Regions from separate parts of the Sus scrofa genome. Here all the other regions are linked to region 1. A link is a contact called in public HiChIP or PLAC-seq data. All regions are on one chromosome and are shown on one strand. The core of a region is the stretch at or near the end of the contact, and the rest is flanking DNA. Distances in the headings are between cores, read along the strand shown.

Region 1 (2,628 bases), core at 61-2,560:
TGTTGTTATTCTTGAGCTGGCTTGACCAAAATGTTTTATCACTTTGATTTCCTTTAGCTTCTTTTATATTGCTAAATAAAAGATGTGCCCCTTAAAACCTACCATCTTCCCAATGTTATTGTCTCACTTTACTTTTTATTTTTAATGTATGTGATGCATTTTTCCATATATAAAATCATCTTTTCTTTATTTGTGATATGTCCAAATCACAGAGGCCAGGTCAGTGGAATTCATAGATATTCTAAGAGCCTCTTGCTTCATTAGGTTCTTGTTGAAATGGATGATGTGAGACAAAATTTTCACTTGTTTGGTGTTCAATTATTTTATTTTCTGTTATTGATCCTATAGTACAGGTCCTGCTGAGGGGAACAAAAAAGAATGACAGAGAAACTGAAATGTATTGGTGAATCTAATTTTTTTTCATTACATTTTGGAAATACTAGGTAGATTAGTCTTCTCCAAATTAGTTGCCTATACTGTGAAACATCTTTTCCTTCGCACAACTTAAGGGGGTTAAAGCATCCATTTGATTCTGACCTATTCTGGTTAAAGTCATTTATGTTTAGCGTGAGCAATGATTAGAAAAACATGCACATGTAATTATGATCACATGATCATCAGTACAAATACATACATCTAGCATAGTGGGGAAGAGCGCCACCATCTCTGTAGTTAGATGGTCTGGCTTTGTTATGTGTCCTTGGACAAGCACCCCTCATCCTTCCCTTTGGAGGGGTATTTAAAGATGGAGAGTTTTTCCTTTATCAATGCACTAGGATCTGAAGTAGTTCTATAAAGAACTGCTTAAACGAGTCTTCTAAGAGGTTGTCAAGGAAATAATTATGTGCATTTGACATAAGAAGTGTACCTCCTTTTTACCCTCAGGAAAGCCCTAGGGATATAATAAAGATGGTCATGCTGTAATCCACCTAATAATGGTATGATGATGAATTGCATATTATTTGTAAAACATTTTGTATTTCTCAATTGAAAGGCATGCGCTACAAATAGAGCTCTAAATTTTATTATGTAAATGTTAGGGCTTTTAATTATTAGCCAAGATTGAAGAGTGTCTGATTTGGATGCCTAAAACTTCAGAAATGTTTCTGCTACAAACAGTTTAGAAGTCTGACAGTTGCTGCACCAAAAAAATAATGAAGCAATTGAAAAAATAATAGAAACATAGTGATCTGGCATTTCCAATTTTATGATGCTATAAAAAAGCAGCCAACAAATGTTGGACTGTTTAATGATGCTGGCACCTACCAAATGTCACTGGGCTTTCACAAGGTCATGGAGACTTTGGTTTGGCTCAGGGATGCTGGCCAGACCCATCTTTGGAGCCTAGGAAGACTGTGGAATAGTGGCAGACAATAGGTGCCAGCTAAACCTTTTATAGCACTTCATAGATGGCTACACACTTTTGTGGGATTCTCTGAGATAGAGAAGACCATGAGTAGAAGAAAAAAGTGAGACTGTTGCTTCGTAACAGCATCCCATCACAGGCAACTCTAAATATAAGATCCTTGTGGGCCCTCTCTGAGGAGGCTAAGATTTCTTCAGATGACTATCAGCTAAAATTGTATGCTGATATAACTGTTGCTGTCACAGTTGTATGTATATCTGATCTCTCACAGACAAAAGCTGCTGGAGAAAGGAGTGATATTTTTGTAACAAGAATGTGTGTATGATTTGTTGCCTTTTTCTCTTTCTCCACCTCCTCAGCAGCAGCTAACCTGACTCTCATGTGTTACATAATACTTATCTAGATGTGTAGAGTTTCAGTTATGCCATTTTCAAGATGATTAATGGGAGTTGTGCAATTAAAGCTCCGAAGTTCTCTGGGAAAAAAGTCATAGTATCCTGATGTTTGAGTTAGAGTGCGTTGATATTGCGTCAGCATTGAGGATATTTTGGGATATTGTAAATGTCACTATTGGTTTTCTTGTCTAAAAATCATCACCATCAGACTTAGGAATGGTCTATAAAATAGTGCTTAGAATATTTGAATACTGGAGAGGCTTCTTTAAATAGCTAGAAAAGTCTAACCTGAAATCCCTTCCCTAAAATCAGATTAGACTTGCATGAGAAAAAGTTTAATGCCATGAAATAGAGTCTGTTACATTCTTTTTTATCCTTTCAGACCATCATAAAATTACAGATTTAAACTCAATAGATTGTGTGCATGCATGTGTGTGCATGCGTGTGGGCGTTTGTAATTTTGTTTCCTTTCTTTTACTGGCAGTCTCAATAATTATTAAGCCATGGTTTATATGTGAATATGAACTTTTTAGGGGATAAGGAAAAGGAAAAATATATATAAATTTTTATTATATTGTATTTCATTTGAAAACACTTTAGATCTATAGTAAAATAATATTAAGAAATTGGGACTATTTCAGTGAAAACCCACTTGTAAATTTTTGCTTCTTTTTTTTCTTACTGGTAGGAGAAAATTCTCTCTGCTCTTATGTTGACCTGAGCTCCAAGCATTTGTCCTTAGGTTGATTGGATGAAGAAATAGCAATTTACATCTAGAAAATTAAGCTTTAAATATTGATTAGTGTTGCTTTATTTCGTGTTAAGTTTAGGAGACTAGAGATTAATTCCCGAGCAAAATAAGAGGAG
Region 2 (2,628 bases), core at 60-2,559, 120 kb before region 1:
TTTGCAGAGTCGTGAAACTTATATTTTTCCTTACTCCAATGTCCATATTTTAACCAATTTTTTGTCATGCTTACAATCATATACAAAGAATAGTGATGAGCATAATAGCTTTAACAGTGATGACTAACATCTTGGACTACTTTCTTTGTGCCAGGGTAAGGTTTATGAATTATTTTACATATTCCTCAGAATATGAAATGGGTACTCTTAAGATTTCGGTTTCATGGATGGGGAAACTGAGGCACAGAGAAGTTAATTACCCACAATTTCTTAACGAGTAAGTGGCATAATGTGTTGAACCAAGGTAGTCCAGTTCTAGAACCCATGCTTGTATGTGAGAAAATAAAAATGAGATTTAAAAAATTCTTGTGTTGGGAACTCATAGATTGAGACCATAAACATTTGGAATAATCCAGAAGAGTAACACTTTTTTATAGCATTTGAGGAGACTCTAGAAGAATGGCTAGAAGGAAGATAGAAAAGGCCAGGGGAGAGGCGCTTGGTAGAAGAAATGAGGACTCAGGTGGGAAAGGGAGACTGAGACTTCACTTTGGAGGGCACAGAGGGTAATAAGGTGCCCTCCGCTGGGAACATAAGCAGACATTTTGCCAGGCAAGTAACCATATAGGAGTTGTGTTTTAGTGACATTTTTCAGAGGAAGAATAAGACATACCTAGAGAGAAGTAGAGATTGTAGGATAGAAATGAGGGACTAAAAGGATAGTGAATGGGAATGAAAGGGCATGTGTGCTGGGGAAAGGTGACAGGCTTAGAGTCCACAGGATGTAGCAGCTGCTTAGATGTGGATGCTAGCGGTGATGGGAGGTATTAAATGTGATTTTAAACATATAGTAAGAATTTGTAAAACCTTTCCTTCAAAATTTCTTATTCCTTAATTGTTAATGGTATCTCTGTTCATCATATTGCTACTTGTCAGCTCTTTTAATATAAAAGAACTGTATTTTAAAAATCAGAGTAAAACTTAAGACTTAACATTATATTTTATCAGGGACTTAACTTGATGAAGTAGAAGATACATGTTAAATTCTTAAAATGGTTCATTTCTGTATCAGGCTCTTTGAAAGCCCTGGATCTGGTGAGCTGTAGAATATCATGTAATTCTTTATCCCAAATTGGTAATTCTAAAGTAAGAGTAATTTCGTCTTTAGGGGTACATTGTTTTTTGCTGGGAAATGTCTCATTGCCAACTAAGCAGTTCTAGTTCCCTGTTAAGTTCATGCAGAACACCGGTGTAAACTATCCTCAGTGATAAACCAGGTGGCAGATAGATACATGATAAAACAAGTTTGCAATGTGCTCAATGTGGCTGACATTTATACTTCTTAGACCTTGCTATTTTAGGGAAGGTATCAGTGTAACCATGATATTCTTTTTCCTGGAAATAAAGATCCTTAATCAGACACTCTTATAAACAGAATGATTTACATATGGGAATAAATAAGCAGTTGCATTAAGTTAACAGTTACCTAGGGTTGTGACGATAGTTATATTTCAAATAAAACAGAAAGCTTTCCAGGAGTGCTTATAGGCCTGTTTTCATAAGGTCCTTATATGCTTTTTACAATTAAATGGCTTAAGGTAGTTTAAGCAGAGAATGTCAGAATGATGATAGTATTTAATATACATAGAGAAATTCTCATGAAATAAAGACAATTTCCAAGAAAATTTCTATTTATAAATATTAACCACTTATTTAAATGATCGACAGCCACAGAAAATGATTTTAAATTTGCACTGTTTGTGTTTTTAAATGTAGCATGTTTATATGGAGCTAGAGAAATTAATGTTAATGGTGTTTTATTTTGCCTGTTTAAATGACTGCTGGTATTATGTGAAAACCACAATTAGCACATGCCTTTTTCTACTATTAGACTTTTTCTTCTACTTTTTCTTCTTCTTCTATTTTTATTTATTTATTTTTTGCCTTTTCTAGTTTTGGTCTTGGCTATAAAGATAAAGTGAAAATTTGTTTTATTGAATCATAGATAGTGCTTAGAAAATATTCATTTTAAAGTAGCTAAGATTAAATAGTATTAAAATTAGAAACTCTTCTTTGCCTTCTCTATTTACTGGGCCAGTTTTAACTAGACACCTTTACTCCAAATTATTTTGAACCATTATTTGAATTTCATTGTTCAAACATTTCAAGGGAAGCTGCATCGTCAACTTAGTGGCATTCAGATAAGGCAGTTGGTCTTCAATACCCCATCCAGAAGACTTTGAGACATTTGATGAGTGTAGTGAAAGTGAATAGCAGGGAATACAAAGCAAATCTTTAATCCAGGTGTGGAGTCTTTCTGAGGTGTTGCGGGACCTTTCCAAAAATTAATTTGGAATATCCAGTATTTGAGATGATTGAAAAAAAATGTATGTACTTCAGATGAAATTCTGCAGAATGCTTTCTGGGAGACCACATTTACTGAAAATTGCCTGAGGGAAATGACTGTCTCAGAGAAATGTATTTTGAGGACTGGATTTTAAATGTAAATACAGTTTTTGGAGCAGTTAATGTAGGAAGAGATTATTGTCTGTTTCTCAATAATGGATTAAAGTTTACTATGTGCTGAGGTCTTTTCACTTAAAAAGTTATTTTCCTATGTTAACAATA
Region 3 (2,628 bases), core at 52-2,551, 91 kb before region 1:
TCTCACTTTGCTAAAAGTTTTCACCAAAGACTTAAGGATATTATCTTCAAAGTAAAATACGAAAGAAGGTATTAACAACAACAAAGATATCTTATAATATTGTCCTTAATGCCATAGTTCTAAGGATCAATAAACAAAAGTTACAAATTACACTGGGCCTTTTTCTTTCTTTCCTTTGAAAGTCATCAATGAAGGGCACAGTGGTTGTACCTTGTGAATGTGTATTCCCAAATTCCAGCTGACTGAATTTAGGTGTAATTAGAGACTGGGACCCATAAAATGAGGGCCAAAGGGCTAATTACACTTGTCGGTAACCAGCTGTGTCCATAAGTAACCCTGTTTTGACCCAATTCCTAGTAAATCCAATCTTTAATCCTACAGACAGTTGATGGTGCACTCTAGCTGCAAAATGAAGGACATTAAACTTGGCTGTGACATTGAGTGGTTTCACAGAAGACCTGCCTCCACAGCATTTGGAAACATTGTGAAACATTAAAATTCAGTTGCTATTTTTCCATCTCAAAATATTTTTTTAGTTGCTGCTCACCACTTGTGGCCATAGAACAGTCCCCCTTTGAGTAAAAGCAGCAGCATTGCTTAATGACATGCTGTGTGGTTAACAAGATTCAACTGCCACATCAAGGACTTTTTTTTAAATAACAAATAATTTCAGGATCTTAAATTTACTTAAGAGACGAACTCATTGTACCAGCTAATCAGTGCAAATGTCCTTATTCTTTGTCTTTCTAAGAGAAACTGAACTTTATAGTGTCTAAAATGTGGTAAAATATTTTGGTGTGAATAAAAGGGAAAAAATAAATTTATTTCTGGTAGAACTTCATACCCAGAACAATAGCTCCTTAAATATTAGTGGAACAACTATGTTAAGAATTAATTTAATATTTTTGGATGTATAACTAAATATTCGTTTTTCATGTGTGTGTGTACATCTGTAATTAACACATGCGATTCTTTATGTAGTGTTTAGAATCCTACCTTTTAGATAGTAGTCTTCCTGTGTTCAATTTTGTGGCTAAAATAGATCCAAAACATATTTTAGAACAGTTAAAGTAATTCTGTGACTCATGCCTGAAGTTCTGAAATTTGGGAGCATTATGAGGTTTCCATGCCAGTAACCGCTAGATCATTTGTATTGTTTCAGAGAGTAAACGGAAGGAATTTAGAAACTTGTAATATCCTGACTTCTTTAATAAAATGTGTTCTGTGTATGGCTACAATCCGTAGTCCAGCGTTTTGTGAGTTCTTGAGCCCTGAGATGGAGGTAGCCTGTGTAATCTACTATTTTTAGCAAGTTAGGAAAGCAAACCAAATACTCTCTGAGAGGACCCTGGGAAATGGCTGTACCCTTCAGCTGTGCTGTTTCAGACTTTGGCCAGGCTCCCAGGTGACTTAGGTTTATAGCAGACTTTTATATAGAGAAGAATTTATCTCATTAAAAACAAAAGTCGAACCGTTCAAGAAAGTATTTACATAAAAGAAATCAATTGGCGTATTACTAAAGGGAATGGGAAGAAAATCAGTTGATTGTATTTTAGTTACATATTGGTGATTTTGAAGTTTAAATAACTAATTTAGATGAATTTACTATACGAAAACAGAATTCTGTATCATAGTAAATGTGTTGCTAAGTAAAATGAGGATGTAGGATAATGAGAATATATATACATATACTTATTAAAATATATTTGAAATAAAGTAATAGTAAGAAAGCAAAAACTGTAATAATCAGTGTTCGTTTATAAATGTAAAAACATTTTAAACACTTTAATTTTTCTCACTTAATTTTGCCTTTGCACTTACAGTCTTAGTTTAGAACAGCCTAAAGGTTATATTCATATTGAGAATCAAGTGGCTTACAAATTATCGATTTGTTTTAGTTACTTCCGAAATCCTGAACTTTTAAAAAAGTGCTTTATTTAATGCTGGAGGGGAAATTTCTTTCATGGCTTATGAAAGAGATACCAAAACAAAAATATCTTAAAAGAAAAATGTCAACAGTATAAGCTGCTATTGGCATATATTTCAGAAGTGATGAATCAAAATGTAGTTAATGGCAAGCTACCTATTTTCTTAACCAATAGTCTCTTACTTAAATTTTGGTAGTTGATATAAAGAAAGCTTACAGAATGTATTTTAGTGGACGCCAGGTTACTTACATTTTTAAAAAAGCTTTCACCTTATGATCAACAGAAATAGACTGTTGTTTGTTGAATTCTTCTTTTTCAAATATCCTTTTTCTTTTCCTGGGGGAGGGGGATTATAACCTCTGTGTTTACTATCTATTTTCCAAAAACTTGGCAAAAGTCATTTAACTTTGAAAAGTTTAGTCCCTTGTTCTCTTGTATAATTAGGCAGTTTAGTTTAAGATAATTACTTGCTCATTTCACTGTTACACACATTTGCGTATATAGATAACCCAATTGATCAAATTTATCATAGACACATCAGAGGCCATATTCCACTGCGAAGTGGCTTGGACCCAAGGGCATGAGTGAAAAGGTTTAAAGTGCTTCTAAAGACCTAGCAGAATATATGAAATACAGAAATCAGCTATTAGAAGTCATACAGATGAGTAAATAGCCAGGTAAATGAGCAACTAGGAAACTC

Evidence for each region. HiChIP or PLAC-seq counts read pairs in DNA pulled down with a chosen protein or histone mark.
Region 2: a contact with region 1 is called in an H3K27ac HiChIP or PLAC-seq map of skeletal muscle. The contact joins two enhancer-like sites. A contact is called at or near these places in 6 of 47 Hi-C or Micro-C datasets (fetal heart ventricle, heart right ventricle, psoas muscle and 2 more) and 2 of 2 datasets of contacts at active chromatin or transcription factors (alveolar macrophages and skeletal muscle).
Region 3: an H3K27ac HiChIP or PLAC-seq map of skeletal muscle shows a contact between it and region 1. The contact joins two enhancer-like sites. A contact is called at or near these places in 2 of 47 Hi-C or Micro-C datasets (fibroblasts and skeletal muscle) and 2 of 2 datasets of contacts at active chromatin or transcription factors (alveolar macrophages and skeletal muscle).

What each region holds. Positions count from the first base shown.
Region 1 is chr13:92,641,196-92,643,823 of Sscrofa11.1, forward strand. All of the region lies in intron 3 of MBNL1 (muscleblind-like protein 1), which reads left to right. Among named protein-coding and RNA genes, the nearest start is that of MBNL1, 150 kb to the left of the region's middle. Within about 2 kb of position 1,311, at least 6 of the 83 cell types and tissues checked have an H3K27ac peak or open chromatin away from gene starts, as enhancers often do. A contact at or near this core is called in alveolar macrophages and skeletal muscle, where this site is marked.
Region 2 is chr13:92,524,077-92,526,704 of Sscrofa11.1, forward strand. All of the region lies in intron 3 of MBNL1 (muscleblind-like protein 1), which reads left to right. Among named protein-coding and RNA genes, the nearest start is that of MBNL1, 34 kb to the left of the region's middle. Within about 2 kb of position 1,310, at least 3 of the 83 cell types and tissues checked have an H3K27ac peak or open chromatin away from gene starts, as enhancers often do. A contact at or near this core is called in alveolar macrophages and skeletal muscle, where this site is marked.
Region 3 is chr13:92,549,735-92,552,362 of Sscrofa11.1, forward strand. The region is part of intron 3 of MBNL1 (muscleblind-like protein 1); the gene reads left to right. Among named protein-coding and RNA genes, the nearest start is that of MBNL1, 59 kb to the left of the region's middle. Within about 2 kb of position 1,302, at least 18 of the 83 cell types and tissues checked have an H3K27ac peak or open chromatin away from gene starts, as enhancers often do. A contact at or near this core is called in skeletal muscle, where this site is marked.